Linked DNA regions of Sus scrofa: regions 2 and 3 are each linked to region 1. The links are chromatin contacts, called in public Hi-C maps. All regions are on one chromosome and are shown on one strand. Each heading gives the region's core, a stretch centred on a gene start, on an enhancer-like site or on the middle of the called end of the contact. The rest is flanking DNA. Distances are from core to core; before and after follow the strand shown. Region 1 holds the start of BMP4 (bone morphogenetic protein 4). Region 2 holds the start of CNIH1 (cornichon homolog (Drosophila)). Region 3 overlaps LOC102167290 (a long non-coding RNA gene).

What was found. A called contact is a pair of places that touch in the nucleus more often than the background predicts.
Region 2: a contact with region 1 is called in a Hi-C map of liver, with 4 times the contacts expected there. The contact joins the promoter of CNIH1 here to the promoter of BMP4 in region 1. A contact is called at or near these places in 1 of 5 promoter capture datasets (liver) and 1 of 47 Hi-C or Micro-C datasets (liver).
Region 3: a contact with region 1 is called in a Hi-C map of subcutaneous adipose tissue, with 1.6 times the contacts expected there. The contact joins the enhancer-like site here to the promoter of BMP4 in region 1. A contact is called at or near these places in 6 of 47 Hi-C or Micro-C datasets (brain, embryonic fibroblasts, fetal heart ventricle and 3 more) and 1 of 2 datasets of contacts at active chromatin or transcription factors (skeletal muscle).

The regions. Positions count from the first base shown.
Region 1 is chr1:183,417,730-183,422,668 of Sscrofa11.1, forward strand. It overlaps BMP4 (bone morphogenetic protein 4), which reads right to left and starts at 1,889. Exons shown (of 3, transcript NM_001101031.2): 1 at 1,741-1,889; 2 at 336-715. The coding sequence starts at 708.
Region 2 is chr1:183,827,055-183,831,993 of Sscrofa11.1, forward strand. CNIH1 (cornichon homolog (Drosophila)) reads right to left here and starts at 2,052. Exons shown (of 5, transcript NM_001243525.1): 1 at 1,937-2,052. The coding sequence starts at 2,017.
Region 3 is chr1:183,743,545-183,748,483 of Sscrofa11.1, forward strand. All of the region lies in intron 3 of LOC102167290 (a long non-coding RNA gene), which reads right to left. Among named protein-coding and RNA genes, the nearest start is that of CDKN3, 47 kb to the right of the region's middle. Within about 2 kb of position 2,482, at least 44 of the 83 cell types and tissues checked have an H3K27ac peak or open chromatin away from gene starts, as enhancers often do. A contact at or near this core is called in brain, omental adipose tissue, skeletal muscle and 1 more, where this site is marked.

The DNA.
Region 1 (4,939 bases), core at 639-3,138:
CCCCTATTGAATAAACCTGACAAACACACAGCTGTAATATTAAATTCAGTAGGTGCTTTGGAAAAAAAAATGCGCAGAAAATCTGGCATAAAAGGCTTTGATATCACAGAAGCACACCTCTGGGGCTAGCCAGAGACTTGAGCGGTGTCATTCTCCTCCCAAACCCCTCCCCTCCGTCTCCAAAAAATAAACTGGGCCACAGCTCTGAAAATCCTTGGAGGTGAGCAGCTCGGTTCCCTAGCCTCCTGATCTGGGGCTTTGATGTAACCTGAACTCCTCTCCCCCAGAGCTGCCCTACCGGCCCTCCACAGCCCAGACCCTGAGCTGGGACTGACCTTCGTGGTGGAAGCTTCTCACGGTGTTGGCCCGACTGGCAGGGCGCTCGGGATACTCGAGACCAACGCTGTGGGTCTGCTCTTCCTCCTCCTCCTCTCCAGACTGAAGCCGGTAAAGATCCCGCATGTAATCTGGGATGACGGCGCTCTTGCTAGGCTGCGGGCGGCGACGCAGCCCGAACATCTGCAGAAGTGTAGCCTCGAAGTCCCGAAGGAGCTCATGGCTCTGCCCTGAGCGGCGTCCTCCCGCGTGGCCCTGAATCTCGGCGACTTTTTTCTTCCCCGTCTCAGGTATCAAACTAGCATGGCTCGCGCCTCCTAGCAGGACTTGGCATAATAAAACGACCATCAGCATTCGGTTACCAGGAATCATGGTGTCTCTAGGGAGGGGGAGGAGGTGGAAGGTTAAAGAATAAATAAACACCAATAACTAGAGAAAAATAGAGATGTCTCAGCAAACTCATACAGGGCTAGACAGAGAGGGTCAAGATGTAAAACAGGTCAGAAAGATCAAGTTTGTGTCTTCCCCCTCACACACACCCCACCACCAGCTGCAGCCATGCGCGGCCTGAAAGTAGGAATTGCCCTGTAATTACTTGGTCTAACTTGTTTACAGTCAAATAACCCCAAATCAGATAGCCTCCATCCTGTTAATCTTTTTTTGTCCCAACTGCTATCTGAGCCATGATCTCAGCTTGGCTTTTTCAAGGATAAACAGTTAACATTGAGGAGGTAAAAAAGGATGGGGGAGGGAGAATTAAAATACCATCTCTCTACTCTCCACTTCAGACCTTCAGTCTCTCCCCCCCCTTCCTCCACCCCCCTTCTTCCTCCGCCCTCCGAGCCGACTTCCACAACTTCCAGCTGGTTCGGAGCAGGAGGGAGGGAAAACAGAGAAGCAGGGGCAGGGCGAAGACACCCGGCGGCTGGGTCTGGAAGGTTTATTTTACGGGGGCTGATGAATTTGAAATGCCCAGCAAAAAGCGTTTGATTGAGCCCGCTCACTCACTCCCAGAGAAGGGTGTGTGGGGGGGATGATTCCAAGAGCGACGTCTGAGTTTGACAAGCAGCTGGGAATATGCCACGGGGGCACTGGGTGATCCGCAGTCAAGTGGGAGAAGGGGATGGTAAGCACCCCTGGCTGCGGACTTTTCTTTTTTGCCCCCTTTCGCTCTCCTTCCTTGCAACGCACAGATCAGGAAGAGAGTGGAGCAAGCAGCACTTTAAATAGAACCGGTACGCTCAGAGCGCAGCGGCTGCGGCGCCAAGAAGAAAGCGACAGCGCTGCCAGAAAGCGGAGTGTGGACTCTGGAAGGCAGGTCCGACGGGAGGGACACAAGGCGAGCACGGGTGGGGAGGGCAGAGTGAATTCCCGGGAAGAGGGAAGGAAGAGGTGTCTACTCACTGACAGAAAACAAGGCATATAATAACAGTCCATGATTCTTGACAGCCAATCTTGAACAAACTTGCTGGAAAGGCTCAGAGGAGCTGCGGCAGTGCGTTGCTCTGGATGGCACTACAGAATGGCTCCTAAAATGAATATTTGAATATAATGAGACTGGCGCAGGCTGACTCTGTTTTTCTTCCAGCCCCTCTGAGTCACGTGAATGCAAAGACTCCGCCCCGCGCACCGAAGCGTCCGCCTTCCCCGCAGTGGACCCGCCCCATCTCCGCCCCGCCCCCTCTCTGAGAGGCCAGCCTCCCCGCCTGCTGCCCCAACCACCAGCGTCCGGGAGGAGCTCCCGGCCGAGTCCTCAGCTGGTCCCCGGGTGCAGCTGGCGGAGGACGTGGTCCTCGCCTCTACCTGCAGCCTCCGTCGTGTCGGCCTGATCCCTCCCGCCAGCTGCCTTAGGCGAGAGGATCTGGGGAGCACGGTAGGGGCTTCGCCTTTCAGTGTGAGCCTGGCTCAAGTTGGGCCGGGATTTGGGGGCGGCGGAGTCTCAGCAGCTGAAAGCCGCACCACCCAGGGTCGTTTAAAAAGAAAAGCACTGAAAGACAGATATACACGTGCCGCGCGCACCCACCCCTCTTTCTCCCCAGGATCTCCGAGAGGCCAAAAATTGCTCCCAGCTACAGTCACCCCCTGGCGAACTTCTGCGAGTGTTTAGAGGAATTGAGCAGCCTCTTTAGCTCCCGACCAAAAGCTGAGGACCTGTCATAAGTGGTCGGAGGGGTAGATGGTCAGGCGGTGACCAGTGTGGGAACGTGGTAAGGGAATGGCCGCTGGGCTCTTTCCTCCGGTTCCTTTACGGAGAGAATCTCCACACCACGGCGTGCCCACCGAGCAAAGTAAATCCCCAAAGAAAGCGGTCCTGAGGCCCTTAAAGGCGGAGGGGCGGACTCAAAAGAGAGGCGTCTCCTCGGAAGGGCTCAACACTTGTTTCAGGTCTCCAAGTCTCAGAGGTTTTACAACTCCCGAGCCAGGGCAGAAAGGAAATCACAATGGGTTCCCAGGAGTCCAGAAAACCGTGAACAGCTTTCGGCCTACGCTCGATCTCTGCGTCTGTCTTTCCCCCCACCCCCACCCCAGCTCGTCTTTTTTAAACCACTACTCCTCTCCCGCCACTTCCTCCCCCCCCTTCCTCCTTTGCACCAGCTTCAGAATCTCAGCAAATGCTTCAAGAATTTTACCAACCCACCGCTCAAGGTATTACTGTGATATCCCGACTCTATCCAAAGATGCTGCATGCGTGGATCACTCAATACAGGGTCCTTTCCGAAACCGTGACCCTCGAAACTGAATCTGCCCGGCCTGCGCAGGGGTCACAGTCGCGCGATCCCGGCTGCACAGCACACTGTACCCTGCCGCCCTTTCCTAAGCCTGTTCCCAGTTTCTGCCTTGGGTCTATTCAGAGCTCGAAGGCTCAGGTTCCCGGCCTCACCCAGCAAAACTCGGTTTTATCTTGGGGGCACTTGCAGGAGGGCCTGGAAGAAGTGTGAAGGATCAAACGCTTAGCCCTCCCTCCCGGCCGCGGTTGTCCCGCGCGGCCCTACCCGTCGCTGGCCTGGGTGTGCGCGGGCGCCCCTGCGCGACGATCCTTGCCCGCCCAGAGCTGCCGCCTTTTGAGCGCCTTTAAGTTTTCCCGCTACCGCGCCACCGCTGAGGCTGACTGCGAACGGGTGGGAAGAGCAAAGAGTTTCGTTGAGACGCCTGGAACCCTTAAAATGCACCGGGGTGGGGGGGAAAGCTCCAGAGATGGGAGAAGCAGAGAAGGGCAGCTCCCCGCGGGCGAAGGACAGTGGAAGGGGCGGGCGCCCGCAGTTCCTGGACAATCCTCCGACCCTAGAAATCCCAGGGCTACGGCGGGAGCGCGCTGCGCTAAAACTCAGAGGCGAGGGAAGAGCGGGTTGTTTCAATTTCGGACTCAATAGGATTCGTCTCTAATCACATTTTTTTTTAATTAAAAAAAAAGCTGAAAAGCACTTTCGTCTCCAGCTTTTTTCTTTCTCTCTCTTTCTTTCTTTTTTTTTTTTTTTTTTTTTTTGAGGGGTGGAGATGCAACTCATGGCGACTGTCCTTCACTTCCCTACGAGTTTTCTCCCAACGCCAAAATTTGTTCAGAGGTGACCTCAGTTTACCGAATCTGTTTTTCGGGGTTTTAACATCTCAAAAAGCCTTGAGCTCACAAAACGCGATCCTCAGAAACCTACCACGAAATCGGTGCCCGGGAAGCGTCTGAGGCCATGGGGATGGGTCCGCAAAGATTCGTGAATCCCGGTACCCTTTCGAGTTGGTTTTGGGGCCGGGAGGGTCAGTAAGAGCCACGAGTCCACGACGCATCTCCCCAGTGCCTCCCCAAAGGACACGACACCTCAAGAAGCCGCGTACCCAGAGCAGCTAGCATCCTGGCCTCCCTACAGCCACTACCCGGTGAAATGATAGAGGAGAGGCTCCTTGGATGCCGCCAAGTCCAAGATAATAAATAGCTCATGGAGAAGAAGCGTCGGGCAGCGGCAGTTCGCCAGCTCTCAGGGGTTTTCGCCGGCTGAGTGCCGGGTCGGGTGACACTCCCCTAGACGCAGCCCCTCCTGCAGCGCACGCACGCCCCAGAAGCAGAACTGCGCTCCCCACTGCAGAACCAGCCTTAGTTAGGTGTACTCTCGCCGCCCATCAGCCCCCTCACTCTCTCTGGATCTCAGAGCCGTCACTCCCCCTTCGCTCCCGGCCCTTTCCGTCCTGGGATTGCCAAAGCTAGTCCAAGGGCGACGTGTTCCGCTCAAGACCCCACAGTCTTTCCCAACGATCTCCAACTAAAGGCTTCTATTCTCCCCTTCTCTCCTGCCATGAACCTACCAAAGGTGGTAATCGCCCCGGGCCACCGGACGGGAAAAGTGGTCCGGGTAGAGGCTGTAGCATATACGGAAATGTCTCTCAGCGCCAGCATCCCTACCTCTAGCAACACCGCTAGGAAGGGAAAAAGGGGGCCACCTTTTGCCACAGCCAGAGCCACCCTCTCCCCCCTCCCAAGGATGCGCCTCAGCCCCTTGCCAGGTAGCTTTGCTCACCATAGGTCCCTGCGGTAGCGGGCTCCCCAGTTGCAGTTCCTGGAGACCTCTGAACGGCTGCAGTGAACCTGGGCGAGGGCCGGGAACTGGGGCGCAGC
Region 2 (4,939 bases), core at 802-3,301, 410 kb after region 1:
AACTCCTTAAAGGGGATTTTTTTTTTTAAATTATACTTGAAATTTCCAAATGAGTCTTCTGACAGATACTTAAACTACCTAAGAAAATAAACTGAAGATTACATAGTTAATAGAAAAATTGAAGCTATATCTTTATTTAGAATTTTCCATTTGTTCCCAAAGGATGCATAATCCTCTGAACTGAGAAATCCCTAAGGATAAAAGCTCTCCACTCATCCCTGAAGAAAATTTTAACTCTAATAGGGCTTAAAATTACCTACTTCACTCAGACACACATTCACTTCAAAGATGAAACTAAATAACCCCTTTTTTAAAAAATGCAGTTCAGGTTTTCCTTAAGCCAAACACAACCTACTTCAAAATGTAAGCCATTCATGACTCTTAAGAATCCCCATCAGCTCCAAAAACAAAGAGTACCCATCAAGTAAGAAGTATTACATCCTCATCTACAGACGGCAAGGAACCACACATTTCAGTTTCATCAGAGGCTTATTAAGGCAGAGCTAGTTTGCATCCCCAATTATCTTATTGTCTTTATTCCACCAAAGAAGAGCCTAAAATGCTCAAGTTATTAGTTCCTACTGACAAGCATTTTGAGGGAGCAGTTACTTAACAGCCCACATAAGCATTCCCCACCACACAAACAGTGCAGTTTTAAATAATTATAAATGTAATCATACTCTTTAGCAAAAGGGAATGGATTTGAGTGTTTTTTTTTGCACAAGATGCTGCTGTCATTTAAATCACTCTGCCTATGTTCCATTAACAAATCCTTGTTATGGGCATGATGAAACCTGACTTAAAATGTTCATGAGCGTGAACATGCTCAATCATTCAAATTAAGACCAATATTCCAGAAAGTAGTAGAATATGGAGGGCAGAACAAATGTAAGATACATTTTTTTTTTCCCACTGTACAGCAAGGGGGTCAGGTTATCCTTACATGTATACATTACAATTATATTTTTCCCCCGTAAGATACATTTTTTAATGAATGATTTCCAAAAGGTTACTTCTAACTTTGCGTTAGAGAAACAGGATCCCTTAAACATTTATTGTAGAACTATTTCACAGGGAATTTACTTGTTCCCAGTAAGGTTGCATTTCTGTCCTGCAACATAACGTGAGTTTAAAAAATAAATAAAACAAAAGTCCTAGAGAAGCTTACGGTTTCTGAACGTTTTCAAAATCAAATTAAAACTACCTCTACTAAATCAAGTTACTCCGAATACAGAAGTGGCTAGGAAAAAGGTCTTTCGAGAAACTGTCAAAGTATGATTTAGGGGGAAAGTTCGGTGATGCAGAGAACAAAGTGATCAATTCAACCTCCATCCAAGTTCACCAGGAAACAAGAATCTGGGGGCGGAGAGAGGGGATGTTTTGCTGGAAGAGCACCCAAGTGCTGACAAGGAGAGTTCGAAATTTATCTAAAGTGGGTTGTAAGTATCTCACTTGGGCCATACTCCCGTGAATTCCCGAAAACAAAGGCAACCGGCATTAAATAACAATAATTCGGCAAGCTTCATCCCCTCTAAATACGTAGCACGCCTCTCCGCGCTCTTGACATTCTCCCGAGAGATGTGGGAAAGCAGGGATGCCGAGCCGGCCAGCAAAGCACTGTCCCGCAGGGCCCGTAGGGACCGCGGCTGCCCCACCCGGCGGGGAAGGAGTAACGGCGCGCGAGGCCTGCGCTGGGACACAGAGGGCGCAGGCAGCCAGCCAAACAACAGAGGCCTCGGCTCCTCCTGGACCTGGAGCCCCCGGCCCGCGGACGGAGGGCGCGCAGACCCCTGCGCGCGCGGCCTGTACCGCCCCGGCCTGGCCCCATCCCCAGCCGTGCGGACCTCCGGGGGCCGTGGCCGCCCCGACCACGGGCCCGGAGCGAGAAGAGCCTGCGCCGCCACCCCGCCCCCTTCCCCCGGCACTGGCTACTCACGTGCCAAATGGCGAAGAAGATGAGCGCTGCAGTAAGCAGCAGCGCCAGCATGTAACAGAAGGCCGCGAACGTGAACGCCATGGCCGGGGAGGAGCAGGGAGCAGCGCCGGCGCCAGCGGAGAAAAGCGGCGCAGGGCCCTCTGGGTAAAACCATTCACTTCCCGCGGCCACAGCCCTCACCGCCGCCGCCGCTGCCGCCGCCACCGCCGCGGCGCCCGCCCTCCTAGTGCGCTTGCGCACCAGCTTCGGAGGAAGGCGCCCTCCGATGGCCGGAGTCGGCCTTGCACAGTGTTAGACAGGGTCCACCTAACCCTAACCCTAACCCCAACCCTAAAAGATTAAAATATAGCGAGTTGATTTCTTTGGACTACTTCGCTCGTTTATTCTTTGAACAAGTATTTCTTCACAAGAGTGCCTAATATTTCCCAGGTACTGTCCTTCTCTGAGATACAAAGATGAGTAAAATAATACTTGCACTGAAAGAAGTTAGCATAGTGCCAGAAATTAATACATAAATAATAAGTCATTACAGAATTATAACCCTGTTAACGGAAGTCGGCAGCATGTTATGAAAGGTTTGAAAAGGCTACCCAGCCCACCCTGGAATGTTCAGGGAAAGATCCATGAAGTAGAAATTTCCCAAGCTGAGCAGAAGTTGTCCAGGCAAAGATAGGTAGGATCAGCTGTCCAAGAAGAAGGTTTAATATGAGCATATGCACAGAGATGAAGAAGAAAAAAGTTCAGGTCTTAGGTGAAACCGCCAAGGCAGTGTGGAGTGTTAGACTCCAGGAGTCATCAAAGGTTTAGATCATAGAGGGCTTTGCTTAAATGCCTGGTTAAGGAGCTCAGACTTCATATCCCATAAGCCCATGTTTTTCAATCTGTTTTACTCACCATTCGCAATTAGACTTTTTCATTGCAACACAGCAGAACATGACCTACACATTGAATTATAGAGAGATGGGCATCTGGATATCAAGACAAAGAAATAGATATTTAACAATCAAAAATTTCACAAGACAGGAGTTCCCATTGTGGCTCAGTGTGTTAAGAACCTGACTAGTATCCATGAGGATGCAGGCTGGATCCCTGGCAGGATCCATCGTTACCGTGAGCTGATGTCGCTTGGATCCTGCATTGCCGTGACTGTGGTGTGGGCCGACAGCTGCAGCTCCAATTCGACCCCTAACCTGGGAACTTCCATATGCCTAGGGGGCGACACTAAAAAGATGAAAAAAAAAATTTTTTTTTTCACAAAACAATGCTAAGGATCCATGAGTACTTGCCCCCCATCCTTTTTTGCTGTGTTGTTTTTAATGTTCTTTGTGACCCACAAAATTGACTCACCACCTGCTAAATGATTGTAGCTGATGGAAGCGGAAATCAGTGAAGGTTTTTAAGCAAGATCTTTAATGGCTTTGCATTAAAGATCTCTCACACCAGCAAATTGTGTAGAAAATGGTTTAGAAGCAGAGTCTTTCCAGGACTGTCCAACAGAACTTTCTGCAATAGTGGAAATTTTCCTTTTTTTTTTTTTTTTTTTTTTTTTTTTTTAGTCTTTCTGCTATTTCCTGGGCTGCTCCTGTGGCACATGGAGGTTCCCAGGCTAGGGGTCGAATCGGAGCTGTAGCCCCCGGGCTACGCCAGAGACACAACAACGCAGGATCCGAGCCACGTCTGCAACCTACACCACAGCTCACGGCAACACAGTATCTTTAACCCACTGAGTAAGGCCAGGGATCGAACCCGCAACCTCATGGTTCCTAGTCAGATTCATTAACCACTGAGCCACGACGGGAACTCCAATAGTGGAAATATTTTTTTATCAGCACTGTTCAGTATAGTAGCCAAAAGTCACATGTGGCTATTGAGCTCTTGTAATGTGGTTAGTATGACTGAGGAACTGAACTCAGTAGTATTAGCTGCTGCATTGCAAGTGCAGCTTTTTTTCTGCCTTTTTTTTTTTTTTTTTTTTTTGGCTACTCTTTTTTTCAATCAATTAAAATTTATAGAGCTACATGTGGCTAGTGGCTACTGGCTTAGATAGCACAGGTCTATACCTTCAAAATTATGGGCAACTTTATACAAATTACAAAAGTATCTCTCCAGATAAACAGAGCTCTGCACCAGGACACAAGAATGCAGATAATACTTCACTGCCTCCTCCCCACTAACCTCCTTGGCCAGTCAGCCCTTGCAGTGTGCATAATCTGCCCAGTGATACAGAATGACCCTGATTAATGAGGTGTGAAATTGGGAGCAAGGAGCCCATAGCAATAATCCAGGTAAAAGTTGCTGTGGCTCTGACTAAAGCTGTGGAAGCTGGAATATATTTGATAATGTTTAGGAGCTAAGCTCTGCAGGACTTGATTGACTGGAAGCAGTGGCTAGAGAAAGGAAGATGTCAAAGAAGATGTACTGAGTACTGTAGGCCGCAGAGTGTGGCAAATACAGCATTGGGCAATGTTTGTCCAGAAGAACTCATAAACTAATGAAGGCAGATGCAGTTTCCTGGTGTCAGGGAAACAAGAGTTTGCAAGGAATTGTCCCAGCCAAACCATTAGATCCAGTCACCTTCTTATAAATGAATCCCATCTACACTTTGGAGAATGATGTTTCATCATCCTGTACCTCTAAGTCCCACGTTTTGGCAACATGTTATTCTCCAGCTTCACTTGTATGAAAAACTAATGAACAGAAACCTCAATTAAATAGGGTCAGGAGTCTAGAATGTGGAACTCTCACACCCTCTGATGATAACAAAGCCCAACAGGAAGAAGAAAGTCCTTTCCTGGCCAGAACTCAGCCAATGAAAAGCCGCAGGCTCTTTGTTTGCCAGAGTTCTCCCAACTTCCTTTTCTGTTCTGTAAAATTGTTCTTCTGGAGTTCCCCGGTGGCCTAGAGGTTAAGGATCTGGCATCATCATTGCTATGGCTCAGGTAGCTGCTGTGGCACCGGTTCAATCCCTGACTGAGGAACTTCTGTGTGCCCCCCCCAAAAAAA
Region 3 (4,939 bases), core at 1,232-3,731, 330 kb after region 1:
TTTACACGACAATGGACATGTGGATTGTTTCCATCTTTTGGTTATTGCACTCTTCTAGAATTTTTAACTTATTTTTTTTACACGACAAAAATCTCAAATATGTAACATAAGCACATTCTGAGTCATCTTGCTGGTGCCTTACAAGTGAAGCCCACTCTGGGGTGACCAAGCCTGCTTCTGCCTTTCCATAGTATGTGATCCACATATGACTATCTTGTGGTACTTTACATTTAAAAACACTGGTGGATGAATTCCATCATCACAAGGCGCATAGTAATATAGGCATGCAGTGCTCAAAAGAACCTCTGCCATACAGTCTGTATTCCATTTGCAATGTGAACTCATGTGTTGAGTGGTCACTGCCTTTGCACATAACTATCTGCACCACTTTGTTACCATAATAGCAAATGATGCATGAAGATTTCTAGTCCCAATTTCAACATTGAACTAGACACATATTTGATACAGATTTCAACACACTGTAATGTTAGTCTTATTCTTTAGCACAGAAAACACCTCACAATTAACTGATGCCTCATTAAAATTGGTGTTTGAAATTTTATTTTCAGTATATCTTTTTTTTTTTTTGATTTAGGGCAGCTGTGGCATATGGAGATTCATAGGCTAGGGGTCTAATCACCGCTACAGCTGCCCATCTACACCACAGCCACAGCAACACCCGATCTGAGCGGCATCTGCGACCTACACCACAGCTCACTGCAACGCCAGATCCTTAACCCACTGAGCGAGGATAGGGGTCGAACCCACATCCTCATGGATATTAGTCGGGTTCATTACCACTGAGGCACAAAGGGTACTCTAATAAATCTTATTTTTAATATGGAGCCTGACTTTCCTAAACTAACAAAGCCTTGAAGTTACGAATCTTTTCCTACAACTCACTTGCATGTACAGAAATTCTCTGAACTAGCATCACTGAAGTTAAAAAGACAAATTAAATACAGGACTGGATCTCAAGTTGGTATTTCTACTGTGAATAAGAGATGTGGGCTTTAGCAAAATGACACCATCCACACTATTTGATTAATTTTTTGAATAGTATTGATTTTGTAAGCATATCCAACTTTACATGTATATAGAGTATAATGATAGAAAGGGTGGAAGTCAACACCAGGGATGCACGTAGACAATGTTGTCCCTTTAAAAGAGGTCTGTACATTTCTCGGTTTGAGAGGCACGAGTCTGGAGCTCTATTCCTGGAATGCTCCCCCTCATGTAAGAAGTAGTAGGGCAGGTCAAACCAATTAAGTGTTCCTAAAAACAGAGCTCACCAAATACCATGGCTGCAGAGTAACAACAACCAAGGGCCAGCCAGCAGCTTAGAGTGGTGCACGGAGAGGAATGACCTCGGGGACACCAAGTTAAAAGCTCGTATTTCACCTCCCCAATGGCGTTCTTTCCTTTCACGCTGCGCCCTCTATCGCAGGCGTGGAGAACATCGCTCCCTGCTCCCAGGGGTGAGCTCTCTCCTCCAGCCTCTGGGCCAGATTGCTGCCAAATGAGCTGTCAGGCATTCCCCTGGGATCGTCAGACATTTGCCCTGAGATCTATAATACAATTTGACCTTCTTTCTGCTGAGGCAAATACACCACCTGTCACCTCTGAAAACTGAGCCTTAGAGTCAAGCACATCTGGAATCAGCCTATAAACGTGGTGCTGAGATTAATGTTGAACAAGAAGAAAGGCTAAGGTATTCCGCCACCGATTTCCACTTACTGACAATTCCCACTCAGCAGCAATGTTCGGCTTCCACATGTGGACACCTGAACACTTCCCCGTTAGCAGCAGTGCACTTAGATTAGCCAAAAACAAGCTTCAGAATATCCTCAAATACATTTTAGCTTCGAGTGAACCCCCTGTGTGGTGTTTCATTATCTGTATCCTCCACAGGCGGAATCAGAAGTGATGAAGGGAGATTCTCAAATGTTCAGCTGCCCAGAGGAGCAAGGCATGCTCACACCGCAGCTTCGGCGCATGTGGAGACGCCCCAGTGTTTGCCTCTTATCACTATGGGCACAGAGAAATGGGGGCCAGAAACTGACATCCTAGAAACTCATCAACGCACAGGAAATGTTCAAAGCTGCCATTTTCCCCCAGAAAGGTTACACTTTCAAGAAACCAAGAGGAGAAAGAGAAGCATGAAAGGATCTTGCCTTGAAGCTAAGTGAAGTACACCTACATTTGATGAAAGGATAAGTAATGCCATATAAAATCATGATCTCCCTATTAACATCTGGAAATGAGCCTGGTATGTCTTGAGTATTGAGTTCAAAATGTGGATCATCCATAACCCTAGTTATCCAACCACCATGTTGGCCCTGATTCCAGAGGTGAAACGCCCTGATGAGAACAAGGAAGGCTGCTTCACATTCAATGAGAATGCGTTTCATTTTGCACCTCAGCCTAACTTGGTAGGCTCCACATCTGCGCATGCGCAGGCGAGGCGCCTCTCAGTCACAGCTCCTGTGGTGTGCTGTGTGCCAGGATTTAGCGGCACAATGTGATCCTATCGTAAACATCCTGGCCCTCCTCACTTTACCTCTGAAACCAATTTCTGTGACTACCGCTGCTTTCTCTGCAGCTTTATCGGCCTCTTCTCCCCTTCCGACCGTGGATCTGATCTCCTGCCACACATTCCTGTGTTTAGACTGCCTGGCTGAGGGCATTTCCCCTCGCCGCTTAACGAACAGGTTTCCGTAGTCTTTGGATTTGTTTTTTGTTTGTTTCTGACACAAGGCTGAGTGCACAGCTTTCGGGGAAGTTTCGAGTTGTTTCAGGGAGTTCCTGGTTTTGGCAGGGAATTAAGCTTCCTGTGTTTCTCGAGGTGAGTGCCCCCAAAGTTAACGTATGATCGGCTGAATCACAAACAACTCTGCCTCCCTTGAGAAACTGGCCTTCAAAGACGATTTTATTGTGTGCCTGTATATTTGATAAGCGTGATCAAGGAAGAAACTAGAAGTCCTGCAAATCTTTTTCATGTCATTTTTCATGCCCTTGCCTCAACTTCATTCCATCAGAAGTCCTCTGTTAGATAGCGCTTACCAATGTCCTCTTTTTGCAAACAACGATTAGGACTTTAACCTGTAACTGAATATAAGACAGTAATCAATAATCCTATTGTAATGTTTCTCCATTTTCATCTTTCTCCCTGGGTTTTCCACTCACATGTGGAATTTAAATACATGAACAAATATTCCTACACACCTCCCAAAGCCAGCTTTCCTTTATCATCTTCCTCCAAGAGGTGGAACACTATATCCTGTAAACAAGGTTGGTAAGGGCATATCTGAGCCAACCTTTTCTTTGGCTGCCTTTCAAAAAAGTTGTTTAAAACAAGATATGTTCTTGAACTGGAAAAAGGAATTACACATGATAACCTTAGAAAGCAGCTACTTGCTTTGCCCAGCTAATATTACTGCACAAACGAAGGCACTGAGCACTCTCTTCAGTTACAGGACAGAGGCATGTCACCAAAATGACTACATCAAGGCAAAACTAATTTCACTGGGACATGACCATATCAAAATGTTATGCTGAGTATGACTATAAAGTTGGTATAATTAACAAACACTTAATGAGTATACAGATAATTATGAAAAGGATAGTATTCTATGAAACAACAAGTGATTCAAGGTATTGGCCCTTAGCCTCACAAACTGATTTCTAACAATAGCACCTGCTCCAGCCATCACCTTTACAGTTTTTTTAATTAAGTTGAAATGCATAATTTTGTTGCATTTGCAGTCCTTTTTTTGTTTTGTTTTGTTTTTTGTTGGTTTTTTTTTTTTTTTTTTTTTTTTTTTTTGGTCTTTTTGCTATTTCTTTGGGCTGCTCCCACGGCATATGGAGGTTCCCGGGCTAGGGGTCGAATCGGAGCTGTAGTCACCAGCCTATGCCAGAGACACAGCAACGCTGGATCCGAGCCACGTCTGCAACCCACACCACAGCTCACAGCAACGCCAGATCGTTAACGCACTGAGCAAGGGCAGGGACCGAACCCGCAACCTCATGGTTCCTAGTCGGATTCGTTAACCACTGCGCCACGACGGGAACTCCTGCAGTCCTTTTTTAAATTGAAGTATATTTGATTTACAATATTGTGTTCGTTTCAGATGCATAGTATAGTGATTCAGTATTTTTGCAGATTTATACTCCATTCTTCTCTAGTCTTAATGAACTGTCCTGAGTCACTCACACCATTCCTCCACTCTCCAAACAATGACCATCTTTGTAAGAGGGTAGCCTGTGCCATTGAAACACATTTTTCTCTAGGCACAGCTACCTAGAACCATTAACCACTGACACCCTAACACCAGATTTAGCTAGCTAAACCAACCCGGTCTTACCCCACTCCCCTCAACGGGTAGATGAAACATAACTTTTCTTTCACAACCTGTTGAAATGGATATATAAGCACAGATCCAAGCCAATGGGCCTAAATGTCTGGGCCATAATGGAGGGGGTCTACAGATACACCGTCTAATTCAAAGTGACAACATGACCCAAAGAACACATACTTCTTTTGTTTTATTTGCAGTTTGCTCCTTCTGTGAAAAGAAAGCTTGCGGAGAATTTTGTGGGCCGAAGTTTTTTAAGCTAGCAGCAAGGCTGCCAAGTGCTATTATTGCAGAATCCATCTCCTAAGAGTGTGGTGTCAGTGTTACTGTGGAATCTAGGAGGGATGGATTCTGTAACTGCCCCCTCAAGTACTCCCACCATCACCAGATGTCCAGATAATGATCAGCACATTGAGTTCTCCAAAGCAGGAGCCCCACCAAAATCAGCAAGGGATTTCTCCCTGTTTCAAACATGTTCAAATAGCATTGTCGGAAAAGGTGACCTGCTTTCCTCGGCTGCTGTAGGTAGCTAGCTGCTTCCTCCTGAGGTTGAGTCTACAGTGGAAAGTTGGCTCAGAGGC